Linked DNA regions of Mus musculus: region 2 is linked to region 1. The links are chromatin contacts, called in public HiChIP or PLAC-seq maps. All regions are on one chromosome and are shown on one strand. The core of a region is the stretch at or near the end of the contact, and the rest is flanking DNA. Distances in the headings are between cores, read along the strand shown. Region 1 holds the start of Gm52792 (a long non-coding RNA gene). Region 2 overlaps Foxk1 (forkhead box K1).

Region 1 (6,697 bases), core at 559-3,058:
GATAACCTGACAAGCCTGATGGGAGATGGATACTGCATAACTCCCAGATCAGCCTCAAAGCCCAGGCACTTAGTGCAGCCACCAGGGCTTTGTGGTAACTCCCAGAAAGCTCTGTCTTTTCCATTTAACGCTCCAGTGCAATGGTTTCCAAATGGGCCAGGTCCCAGCTGCCTGGTCCTGTGACCTCACACCATGTGTCCTTGCTCCTCCTCCCCACTTCCAGACCCTTCAGAGCCTGGAAGTTTAACTTGTTCTACACAAAGTTTCAGGCCACCTCAGGGACTAGCCCAAGGATGGAGATAACCCATTGCAGCTTCCCAGCTGCACTCAAGATGTTTGATGCAAAAACAAAATAAAAACAAACAAACAAAAAACCAGAGAGCTCTCACCTCCACAGGAATGGGAGATACTTTACGTGGGAGTCAAATCTGAGTGACTGTGGTCCAGGGAAACACGGATTCAGGTTGCCTTAAATTCTGTATTCCAACATGATAACAATTCCATACAGTTTTTATAGTAGCTGAACAAAGGAAATTTTAAACAAGAACAATTTTGCATCAATGTGTGGAACAAATTGGTGGGAACACCAGGTAGGTAAGATATGGTAATGTTGACTCTACATCTCAGACTTATCTGGTGACATTTTTAGCCTTTGAGTTAGGGAAGCTGGGGTCTGTTTATACATTCCAAAAGGATTTACATAACAGTCACAATGGTGTTAGATTGCGCACAGTGGTAGGGAATCCATGGTTATTTAGGGACTAAGATAGCCAAAGATAATTCAGCTCCCTGACCTGTAACATTCCAACTTTCTAGGGTCACAGAAGTTGCAATGGTTAATGTAGATAGCCTTTTTTTTCCCCTGAGAACTTCAGCTAACAGAGAGAATTTGCTGCAAACCCAGCATCCATACTGTTGTGTCCACTGGGTCTGGTCCTGATGAAAAGGACTCTAGGCTTCCCTGAATCCCTGGAAAAATGAATCCTGTGCTCTCATCCTGAGAGTTGATGAGATCCTGCTTGCAGCTGTAGGGGCCAAGAAGCAGCAGAGCTCAGGAGAGAAGCGGTGACCTTGTACAGGAAGCTGGGTGGGTGGCCCAAGGCGCCTGGCAGGGCAGGTGGGAAACAGCAGACACAAACCCCCTTCACTCATTGCTAAGAATATGTGGAGGGAGAAAGGCTATCAATGAACTCCTTTAAACCTGAGGGTGTGCTGACTGGAGAGAAAGTCCAGCGAGCAGCGTACTTGTTGCTCAAGCATAAGGACCTGGGTTCAAATCTCCAGCACCCATGTTACCAAAAAAAAAATCTCAACAACATTTGTAACCCCAGCAGGTGAATGGGGGTGGAGGTGCCAGGGCTTAGCTAGCCAGTTTAGCCAAAGTGGAGAAACTGTGGGTTCAGCAATAGACTTTCAAACTAAGGTAGAGAGCAGCGAAGAGATATCCAGCTTTAACTTCCAGCCTACGCACACTCCCCTGAGGACCAGCATGGGGCATAAACATGTACACATATGCATAGAGTCTACACACAAGAGAGGGGAGGGGGTGGAACAAGGGTAGAAAGTCGGCATCAAAGGAAACCTGAAAAAAAAAAAACCACATTCATTTTTATCTTGCATCAGACACAATGGAGAGAATATTTGCAACAGTGCACTAATTCTTAGAAGAAAGGAACCCAGACACCTAGCAGGCTGCTTTCATTGTTGGGTTATCTCTGACAAACAGGGAGCACGGGATCCTGACAGGCTCCCAGCGACCTCAAGGAATAGGCCATTTCTGAAAAGCTATTCAAGGACCTCTCCAGACTCCCCAGGCCCCTTCTTAAGCCTTTGATATTCAAATGGAGCTTTTGAGGCTCCTATCTCATCATCTTCCTTGTCTGAGACTTGCAATTTCCCTTTGTGGGTGGATTTGCATTGTGTTTGTGGCCCTTTGTCTCTCTCTGTCAGGTGGAGATTGACTGGCAAGACCAACCCTACCACAGCTAGAAGAGGGAGGGGCTTCTGATGACTCTGAGTGACATTTTCTTTTTCTTATGTTAGGGATGGGATCCAAAGCCTTGCAGGTGTTCACCCCAGCCCCTCACTGGGGGATTCTAGGCAGGGGTCTACCACTGAGCCACACCCCAGCCCCTCACTGGGGGATTCTAGGCAGGGGCTCTACCACTGAGCCACACCCCAGCCCCTCACTGGGGCATTCTGGGTACTTACTCTGTAACTAAGCCATTCCCTTAGACATTGTTGGTTTTGGGTTTTTTATCTTTGTTTTGTTTTGTGCTGTTTGACAGAGATTCAGTTATGGCACAAGCTGGTCTTGAGTTTGCAGTCCCTCTGCTTGTGCTTCCAAAGTCCCCAGGACCCCAAGCATAGTGGTCCCTGATCACCATTTTTTTGTTGGCCGTTTTGTTTGTTTGTTTGTTTGTTTTTCGAGGCAGGTTTTTCAAGGACTATTTAACAGTCTTGGCTACCCTGGAATTCATTTTATAGACTAGGCCGGCCTTGAACTCACAGCGATCCACGTGTCTCTGCTTCTTGAATGTTAGAATTAAAAGTGTGCACCACCACTGCACAGTCCACATTTCTAATTAACCTGATATCTATCCACTGCACAGGATTCTTGGGACGGATAAAGGTCCACATTGATGATAGTATAAGGTCTAGAGCAATGGTTCTCAACCTTCCTAATACTACAACCCTTTGATACAATTCCTTATGTTGTGGTGAACCCCCCCCCCAACCATTAAATTATTTTCATTGCTACTTCATAACTGTAATTTTAGGCAACCCCTGTGAAAAGAGTCATTCAACTCCCAAAGAGGTCACCACCCATAGGTTGAGAACCACCGGCCTAGAGGGTGACACTAGGGTCCACATGTATGGCCAAGTGTGGATGGCCTGGAGGACTCAGAGGAGAATCAGCCTGGGACAAACCTGGGATGTGAGGTAGACAGAGCCCGGTACACATGTGAGGTCAAGGACTATGCCCAATCCTGTCTAGCTCCATAAGCACTTGTTGGACTGGCTCTTCTTGGCACTCGGGCACAGCTGAGGAGATATAGAGGATCAGTTTGGTAGATAAGCGAGGACTATGTGATCTGGAGAGGGCAAAAGGGCCATGGGGAGGAGGCCTCCTACACCTGATACATGATAGGGTTCTGCTTTGGTCCAAAAGCAGGCTCAGCCATGGCAGGAACCAACCCAACCTTGTCCTTCCTGAGACCAGACCAAACCACTACAGCGTCCTGGCTCACAGCCAGATGCCGTTTGCCTTGCTAACTGGCCAGCAGCAGCCTCGACTCTACCAACAGTCACATCTGTGTTTCATACTAAGAACACGTGACCTCACTGTGACCACCTGGCTTGCTCACAAGGAATGAACAACTATCACCCATGATTTCAGAAAATGCTGTCTGACTGCCATTCCCAAAGACATGGAACCCAAAGAAGGTTTTTGGGCAGGAGCTCCCAGAGGATTGTGGGTGTCCGCAGGGGCCCATGGGGGATTCCAGTTCACCTGAATGTCCCAGCATGGTTAAAGGAGCCATCCTTGTTACATTAGGCAGATGAATGACGGTTGAAGGTACCTGAAGAGAGGAAGGCCACCCCCACACCAAAGGGCATCTGAAACCCTCCAGAGCCATTCTAACCCTGCTTTCTTCCATCTGCTGCCCTGCAGTTCCAGGAGAGCCACCAGGGTCTGTCTCAGCCACACCGCACACCACGTCCTCCGTTCTGATCCAGTGGCAGGTAAGAGCCAGGGGCACTCATTTATTTCTGATGTATGCTTTGGCTTCCTGGTTCAGTCAGCCATGACAACTGCAGAGTCTACACACAAGCTACGCACACGTCCAGTATATAACAGCCTGTCTGTGTTAGACAGAACCCCCAACGGAGGAATGACAGCAGGAGTCTACAGGAGAGGACTGGCCCAGGGTTGGGGCTCCCCAAGGCCCAGCACTGAAGAAATAGGTGTTCAGATCTCCAGGGCTGCAGCCTGCCCTCAGACCAATGGGCTTGCAGAGCACAGGGATGAGAGAAGAGGCAGAGATGCTGGCTAGTGAGGGGTGACATTCCAGATGTCAGACCTGGGGCTGTCCTGCTAAAGAGTGTGAGGCCCTAAGGGCCTGAGGGAGAGCTGATACTGTGGGCCGTGTGCAGAGAGCCACAGGAAGGCTTGCTTAGCCCAGGTTTGACCACTGTGTGCTGGGGATAAAAAGGGTGGACCAAGTGGCTATGAGACTCGTCCTTAAGATTGGTGGTGGTAACCCGGGCGTGGTGGCGCACGCCTTTAATCCCAGAACTCGGGAGGCAGAGGCAGACGGATTTCTGAGTTCGAGGCCAGCCTGGTCTACAAAGTGAGTTCCAGGACAGCCAGGGCTATACAGAGAAACCCTGTCTCGAACAAAATAAAACAAAACAAAACAACAACAACAAAAAGATTGGTGGTGGTGTCAAAGGGAATGGCAGGTGCTAACATGAATACAGAGACAAAGACACCTCAATGACTCTGTTCTGGACAGACTTTCAATACTATGACAAAATAACCTGGGGCGGGGACAACACAAAAGAGGGAAGACTTATTGAAGTATTTCAGTGGATTACAGGTCATCCTAGAAACCCATTCTAAAAGAATTATTTATATGACCCAATGAAGAGGGAGCCTGCTAGGTGGCAGAGACTTATCTCTGAGGGCTGAAAGGCCCAGGCTAGGGTACTAGTAAGGGCCTGGGAAATGAATGACCCTCTGGGCAGGATGGCCTAAGAATTGTGTGGCCATACCTCAAACATGATAGACAATTCAGAGCAGAGCCCTAGGATACTAGAGCCTGGAGCTTGCACTAAGAAAAAGAGAAACAGGAGCAGGCAGCTGGAGGAACCATCTTACCCCCAAAGTGTCTGGACCAACCAGCTAGTATAATGGCCAGTGGCTCCTACGGGTCTAGATCATGAGGTATACCATGTTGTCTCTTGGTACCTAAGTGTTAGGTTGTATCTCACATTAGCTACTTTCCTCCTAGCAAAGACAAACTATCTAATAAGAAGCAAGTTAAATCCCGGCACTAGGGAGGCAGAGGCAGGCAGATTTCTGAGTTGGAGGCCAGCCTGGTCTACAATTTGAGTTCCAGGACAGCCAGGGCTATACAGAGAAACCCTGTCCCAAAAAACCAAAAAGAAAGAAAGAAAGAAAGAAAGAAAGAAAGAAAGAAAGAAAGAAAGAAAGAAAGAAAGAAAGAAAGAAAGAAAGAAAGAAAGAAAGAAAAGAAGTTAAGCAAGGGGGGAGGGTGTATTCAGGTTTGCTCGGCAGCAAGAGCTGGAGGCAGCTGGTCACATTGTATCCTTAGTCAGGAAACAGAGAGATGGATGTCATGGCCAGCTTACTTTCTCCTTGTTCAATCCAGGACCCCTGCACATAAATTACCATTAGAGACCTGCTTTGTATAACCTAATCTAGAAACTTCTTTACTGACATGCCCAGAGCTCTGACTCCTAAGTGATCCTAGATCCTGTCAGGTTGACAGCCAGTACTAACCCTCAGAGGTTATGACACTGCCATTGAGGCACGAAAGTGGAGTCAACCTAATGGAATATGATGCTGTCAACTTCAGGAGGAGCAGAGAACAGGACTCTAGCAGCAAAGGTCCCTACTGGGAATATAACAGCTCCCCTCATTGACAAAGTCACTACTCAGTGACAGGTGTCTTTCAAGGCAATAAAACGATATTTCCAAATGTTTCCTGGTGACACTTGGCAGCTCACCCCTGTGTCCCCAGCCTCTGGGTTCACCAGAGTATGGGGGACAGGACAGAAGAAGAGAGAATCAGCCAGGGCTTCCATCTACCCCAATATATCTAGGAGCCACCTATGCCAAATAGCAAATGGCCATGACCTCAGTATGCCAGGGGCTACTGTGATCCTACTGAGGCCTCTTTGGACAGCAGGTGTCATGGATACTCATCTCTGACATTTCCAGTCCTTACTCCCTACAGACCCTGCTTCAGCCCTGACTTGGCATCAGGGGCTGTGACGGGAAGCCAGAAACATTCCAAGCAGAAGTTCAAAGTCCTGGGTGCTGCTGTGGCTCTCGCCTTCCGTAAACACGCCAGAGGGAGGGGAGAAAAGACTGGTTTTGTTTTTGTTTTCAGTTGCTGCTGGGATGGGAACACAGCGCCACACTGACACCTGCAGCAGTCCAAGGAGGTCCCTTAATCTTTTAGGGATCTTGACTCAAATAAAACCAGCCCCTTGGCATCAGTGTAGCCAGTGTGAAGCAGAGTGAGCAATCCATTAAAACGAGAAAGAAAGGCACCAGGCAAAGAGCATGGCACACCTCAGAGTGAGCACGGCTTCCCAGAGACTGTCCAGGTTCATTCTTCACTGTGTCTTCTACACTGGAAGTTCCTGGAATTCTGCTGCTTAGAGAATTCCTAAGAGGCCTTCCCCTCCCCCACCTTAGTCCCCCTCTTTGATAATTGAGATCATAAGAGGACTCCAGAGATGCCTTGGGTCAGACTGTAATCAAATAGAGTGATTGGGAGCCCTAAGGCTTTGGTTGAGGTATTTTTCTTGTTTGTTGTTGTTTTGTTGGGGGGGGGGTAATTTTGGTTTTGTTTGCTTGTTTACTGTCAGTGGGGTTTCTAGTGAGATTCCTAGAATACTGAAGGTTACAGCTGAGAGGAGATGCCTTAGGCAAATTAGG
Region 2 (6,368 bases), core at 652-3,151, 310 kb after region 1:
CCCACATTCCAAACGCATGAGCATGTCTTCCAGGTGCTGAACTTGGACGGGGCCCCAGGCCGGTCCCCTTAGAGGTCAGGGCAGTCAGAGCAGTCGGGAGGCCCTGTGTGGGCGACTTGTTCTGATACTGTTTCTTTTGTAAGCTATATTGATGTATGTATGTATGTATGTATGTATGTATGTATGTATTTGTTGGGAGGGGCATGTGAAGGTCAGAGAACAGCCTGTGGGAGTCTTTGCTCTCCTTCCCACCAGCTCGACTGCAAGCACCTTTACCCTCAGGGCCGCCCGAGCCCCTGATTTGCTTTTTGAGACGGGGTCTCACTGCAGTGAGGCTGGTTCAGAACTCAGTTTGTTACCCAGGCTTGCCTGAAACTTGCAGTAATCTTCCTGACTCAGCCTCCCAGATGCTGGGATTGCAGGTGCAGGTGTTTGTTTATATAAAATGAATGATTCAGTCACTGAGAGACTGAGGGTTCCTCACAAAGCCCCTCCCACCAGTGGTTCTTGTCACCTATTGCTGGGGCTCCTGGCTTCCCAACAGTTAAGAAAGTTGTAGCCTTTCTGTTATTTACATGGGAAATCATGTGGCTTTGAGCAAGCACACGACACTCACATGAGAAACAGGTGGGGCAGCCCTAAAAGCATGTTCAGGGCCAGCCTGGGCTACTGAGTAGGACCAAAATGAGCCTGGGCAACAAGTGGTACCCTGTCATCCTGTAATAAGAAGAGGACCTGGATGAGTTCAGGGGTAGACACTTTAGGGGCCTGAAAGGGGCCCTAGGTTAGCCCGGCATGGCATGGTGGCACACACCTGAAATCCCAGCACTTGGGAGCTGAGGCCAGAGGGTCACATCAAGGCCAGCCGGCTACGTTATTTGTTATAGAAACACCAGGACTATATAGTGAGGCCTCATCTCCAAACAAACAAACAAACAAACAAAGGCTCTTGGTTCAATATCCAGTACTAGGTAGGGTACGTGATTGTGGGATTGAATAGTGTAGTTTTTTGTGTTGTTTGTTTGTTTTTGAGACAGGATCTCACTTTGTAACTCTGGAATTCACTACATAGGCTGGCCTCAATTATCCTGTGTGCGTCTGCCTCCCCAGAGCTGGGGCTAAAGGCACAAGCATGCCTGGCTTCAACGTTTCTCATTGACAATACAAAGAAAAAGTGGTGCGTGCTGGGAGTGGGGCTGGTTGGTGGAGCGCTGCTTGCCAAGAAAGCCTGCAAGATCCTGAGCACTGATAACAGCAGACGCAGTGGCCCATGGCAGCCCCAGCTCTGGGCAGGTGGAGGCTGGAGGATCAAAAGCCGTGTGTAATACCCCAGCTACATGAGACCCTGTCTCAAAAACAAAACAGCAGCCAGCTGGCTAAGACACTGAGTGATCATAGGTCGGGTGTAGAGTGGCTTTTGGTCAGGTGGCACAGTGGCTGTAAAGACCTCCCCCTCTCCCCGAACCCCCGCCCAGCAGTTGGTGCTTTGGTGTCCCCAGTGCTCCCTTGGAGTCCCGACTTTGTGTCTGCCACATTCCTGGTACTGCTGGGAGGGGGCAGGCCCTTGGCTCCTCCTGAGTTCCCACGGGTGCGTGGTCACTCTGTCCGCAGTCGCTGTTGACAGTGGCTTGGGACTTGCTCTGGACTCCCTGGGCCTTTAAGTGTCACAACAAAAGATCTCTGTTGACATCCGTTTATCTCCACACTGAGGAATTCCATTGAGCTTTTGTAAAGCTCAGCGGCCGGCCGCTGGAGGTTCGCCTGCCAAGACTTTCTCAGTTTGAGTTTCTGTGTAGGGGTGGAGCCCACGTGTTTACAAACACGCCCTGCCCTTCCTCTCCCAGGCAGCGGGAGCCAGGGTGGGGCAGGCTTGGGGAAAGGGTTTGACTTCCCAGCCCGCAGCAGTGGGCCCCGCCCTGCTCAGTCTGCTTGCCTAATTTGGTGAGCTTTGCTAGCGGGTCCCTATTGGCCGACCTGGGCACCGAAGGCTTGGGGACCTCCCAGCTGTGGCTCCTCCCTCCATGGAGCGGATCCCAGGGTTCGGTACCTTTGCCTCACTCCACCCCCCCCCCACCCCCCCCCCACCAGGCTGGCTTCAGTTTGTTGGGTGGCTCCTTATTTCCCAGGGCGGGTTGTTCCGCTGTGGTTTTGAGTTGTGTGTATGTTGGGTTTTTTTGGGGGGGCTGTCCCTGCCTGCAGGGCTCCGCCCAGCAGATGAATGAGCTCTTTGAAAGAAACTGCAGCTTCGGCAGTGTTTTGACCTTTCTTTCTGTGAAGAGCAAGTGATTTAGGAAAACAGGGAGCTGGTTAATCATTTGCTGAGGCTACTGAGGCTAAAGCAGGCTCCGTGGGACTACACTTCAGCAGACTGCCATAGCAGCCATGAAAGTAGCCTGTGGGTCCCAGCACCAGGCATTTACCAGGAATCCCTGCACCCAGGGCGCTGAGGCAGGAAGATTGCAGATCTGAGGCCAGCCTGTCTGGCTGAAACTGGGAACTCAGGGTTCGCTTCTGTTACAGACCCTGTCCCAAAATTAAGATGGAAAGGCTGGTGGGATGGCTCAGTGAGTAAAGGAAGGTGCTCCCTCCCGAGCCTGAAGACCTGAGCTCAGTCCCGAAGCCGCATGGTGGAGGGGAGAGCTGAGTCCCTAAAGTTGCCGTCTTCCACACCCAGGCTGTGCAGTGCCGTGCCCGCCCCCTGCATGTACACGTGTAGCAAAGGTTAGCAGTGGTGATGTGAATGAAGGGAAGTCGGCATCAGAGAACTGGCCCCCTTAGTCATGGAGCTGTAGTACAGTTCTACTTTACTGCGGGCTAGGGCTAGCTCAGTCTCCTGTGCTCTCGGAGATTTGCGTTTGGAGAGCACCCCAGTCTGCATCAGAAGTCTAGCACCCCACCGAGCCCCGCCCCTCCCCTCCCCACCCCAACCCACTCCCAGCCTTAGTTTCACTTGCTTGTGGTTTCAGTTATGCACAGTCCAAAAATACCAAGTGGAAAACTGCAGAAAATGAGCAAGTTACAAGTCTTCAATCAAGTGCAGCGCTGCATAGCTCCTCCCCTGTGTGTGACTCCCTGCCCAGTGTATCTGGTGGGTGGCTGGATTACCCAGTCTGCACTGTGGGCTGGGGATGAAGCCCCATGGTAGATCACTTAACCTGGCATGCATCAGTACTGGGAGAGGGCGGGGAGGGTCAAATTCAGGCGTGCCAAAGACCAGCAGCACAGCAAGTTCTGCCGGTAAGTTACAGGCCACGCTTTATCGTGGAGTAGGAACGTAGGAACGTAGGAAGCGATGGTGTGTGTCAGGCTCTGTGCTGTCTAGGACTTCAGGGACACCTGGAGGTCTCTGCATGCGTACCTCTGGAAAAGGAGCCTCCTGAATGCTTGTCTTCCTGGCAAACTTTGGTGCTTCCTTCAGGTTGTGTAACCTTCCTGTGATCACATTAGAACTTGAAGGCGGCATCGAATGTTCTAGGCATCTACGGACACTGAGTCTGCTGTTTCCTGTCCCTGTCTGCACCAACAGGCCTTACCTTGTTTCCTTTCCCATCTGACAACTTGGTTTCTCCCCACCAGCGGGTTTAGGGCCCTCCGTGTTCCTTTGGCCTGTCCCTGCTGTTTGTGTGTCATCCTGCACTGTCTGGGGTGCTGCAACATTGGGTTTCCAGTCGAGCTTGGTGGGGGCCATCCCAGTTCTCCTGGGATCCCAGTGGCTGCATCTGAGGTGTGTGTCCCTGTGTAGCACCACTTGGGCTCTGTCTCATCAGCCTGCAGGGAACTTTTGTATGGTCACCGTGTCTGCACTGGACAGCCCTTCCTCCCCAGATGTCGCACCGGTGAGAAGTCTTCGAAAAACATAGACCTGGCCTGGCAAAGGCCTGAGAGCCCAGATCCAGTATCAGACCCCCAGATATAGGGCGATGGCTCCCCTCTCCTGCCGTAAGACTGCCTAAAGGTAGCTGATATTGGGCTGGGCTGGTCAGTGGTGAGACCAAGTTCAGATCTCCAGAACCTATGCAAAGATAGCGTATAGCCCAGCTAGCTGAGCTGTCCTCTGACCTGCACACATACATGCATACATACATATATAATTACATATACACACATCATATGCACACGATTTTTAAACGAGTACCTAATATTAGGGTGTTTTCCACCTTGGGTACTTTGTGGTTTCAGAAGCAAAGTTAATCTTTTGAAGGAGCTCCAGGGACTTAAGTAACATGACACTTACCTTAGAAGAACACATTCTTTTTGAAAACAAAAACAAAAAACAAAACAAAACAAAATCCATGTATTTATTAGTATGTATGTGCGCGCACACACCGTGCTACACCCTTCTACCACGCAGGCAGGTTCAGGGAACTGAACTTGCATTGTCTGTCAGGCTTGCCTGCAAGCACCTCACCTGCACAGGGTACCTCACCTGCACAGGGCACCTCACCTGCACAGGGCACCTATCTCACCTGCGCAGGGCACCTCACCTGCGCAGGGCACCTCACCTGCGCATGGCACCTCACCTGCGCAGGGCACCTCACCTGCACAGGGCACCTCACCTGCACAGGGCACCTACCTCACCTGCGCAGGGCACCTCACCTGCGCAGGGCACCTACCTCACCTGCGCATGGCACCTCACCTGCGCAGGGCACCTCACCTGCGCAGGGCACCTACCTCACCTGCGCAGAGCACCTCACCTGCGCAGGGCACAGACATGCTTGAGGATAAGTCTGCAGTGTTTGCCTCTGAAGATCTTCCTTCTCTGCCCTTTTGTTCAAACTCAGCAGTAAATGGTGGGTGTCGTGCGGTTCCCACAGTGGAGGGACTCCCCTAGGGCCCCTCTGGCTTGTCCCGCATGGCCTGCCCTTTGCAGGCGTCCTTCTGCGTCAGGGCCTCGTGTTTCCGAGAGGGACTTTGGATTTCACGTCTCCTCCCTCTCCCCAGTAAAGTTCCATCGTCTTTGGTTCAGCTCCTGCCAGAGTCTCCTATTGTATGTGTGTCACAATTACGGGGCCCAGCCATTTCCTTCCTTGTACTCTGTCTTGTTTTCCCCATCTTGGGGTTTGTAATTCCCCTTTTCTGTGTGGTCCAGCGTGCTCGGTGTCCCGCACCCTTCTGGCAGGCTGCTGCCTCCGCAGCCCGGCCCTGGCTCTAGGTAGGACCTTCTGACCCACGAGTGGTCTTCCTCCTCATCCAGGACTTCCGGGAGGAAAAGGTTCCATCCTGGACTCACATGTCTTTCTTTCTTGAATTACTCCTCTCGGGTTATTAAGGAGCATTCTTCACCTACTTCCCGAGAAGGGTCCTGAGCGGCCGCCCCGCCAGCCTGGTGACTCGGCCCCTTTTGAAAACACTGTTGAGGGACTTGAGATTGGGAGGCAAGTCCTCGACCTCGAGTCCCTTCACTGCCTGTTCTCGCTCGGACCTCAGCTGCCCGAGTAGCTGGGTGACAACCCTGTGCCCAAACCCGTGGGGGGCGGGGGGGGCAGAGTTCAACTTCAGGTACCAGTTCTCCCCAGTGTCCTCAGGGTGCACTCCCTGGCCTAAAACCCCCCAGTTACTCTAGGCTGACTGGCCTGTGAGTCCCAGGGACCCTCCTGCCCCCTGCCCCCTGCCTCCTGCCTCCTCCGTGCTGGGATTACAAGTGCCAGCCACCACACCCAGCTTTTTGATGTAGGTTCTAGACATCAATTTCAGATCTTCATACTTATGTGGCCAGCACTTTACCAGCTGTGGTACCTTCACAGCCCTGGCCCTGGCAGCCCTTGCAGACTGTAACCCTCCACCCCCAATTTGACAGTACTGTTCCCCTGAACCCAGCAGTTCTAGGGTCTCCACACTGGCTGTGAGGCTGGCACTGGAAGAAAGTGACCAGAGAGGCCCTGCTACTGACACTGTCAAGGTGTTGGGTAGGGTGGGGTGTGGTACTCCTCCTCCATTCAGGTTTCTCTGTTTGAAATCTGCTCACAGTAACATGCAGAAGTGCAGTGGAGTTCAAAGCCTCCTTCAGCTGCTTAGCAAGTTCAAGGCCAGCTAAAGAGGCCCTGGAGAAGATTAGCATGTTCCCTCCCCTGTATAAATGAAAGAAAGAAAAGAAAAAGAAAGTAAGAAGTGACTGCCTGTATGGCTGCCTGTGCCTGTCAGGGGCCCTGGACACCTGAGCCAGGCAGCAGTGTTTCTCGGCATGACTGAGGAGTCAAGCAAGCCAGGCTCCAGGGTGTGGCCCAGGCTGTCACAGGGCCAGCATGAGATTATCAAGGTTGCTGCTGGAACAGGCCAGGGCCAGGCCAGTCCCCAGGAGCTGACTGGCACTACAGCCTGCAAGCTTCATCATTGTCTTCAGAGTGTGCTCACCACCGGGTGTGTGTGTG

The links. HiChIP or PLAC-seq counts read pairs in DNA pulled down with a chosen protein or histone mark.
Region 2: an H3K27ac HiChIP or PLAC-seq map of embryonic stem cells shows a contact between it and region 1, with 3 times the contacts expected there. The contact joins two enhancer-like sites. A contact is called at or near these places in 6 of 484 Hi-C or Micro-C datasets (the G1E-ER4 cell line, embryonic stem cells and myocytes) and 4 of 115 datasets of contacts at active chromatin or transcription factors (all in embryonic stem cells).

Annotation. Positions count from the first base shown.
Region 1 is chr5:142,128,348-142,135,044 of GRCm38.p6, forward strand. Sdk1 (sidekick cell adhesion molecule 1) reads left to right here. Exons shown (of 45, transcript NM_177879.5): 32 at 3,677-3,747. It overlaps Gm52792 (a long non-coding RNA gene), which reads right to left and starts at 6,376. Exons shown (of 3, transcript XR_003955822.1): 1 at 6,329-6,376; 2 at 2,932-3,045; 3 at 447-1,582. Within about 2 kb of position 1,809, at least 20 of the 459 cell types and tissues checked have an H3K27ac peak or open chromatin away from gene starts, as enhancers often do. A contact at or near this core is called in embryonic stem cells, where this site is marked.
Region 2 is chr5:142,438,745-142,445,112 of GRCm38.p6, forward strand. All of the region lies in intron 2 of Foxk1 (forkhead box K1), which reads left to right. Among named protein-coding and RNA genes, the nearest start is that of Ap5z1, 22 kb to the right of the region's middle. Within about 2 kb of position 1,902, at least 384 of the 459 cell types and tissues checked have an H3K27ac peak or open chromatin away from gene starts, as enhancers often do. A contact at or near this core is called in embryonic stem cells, where this site is marked.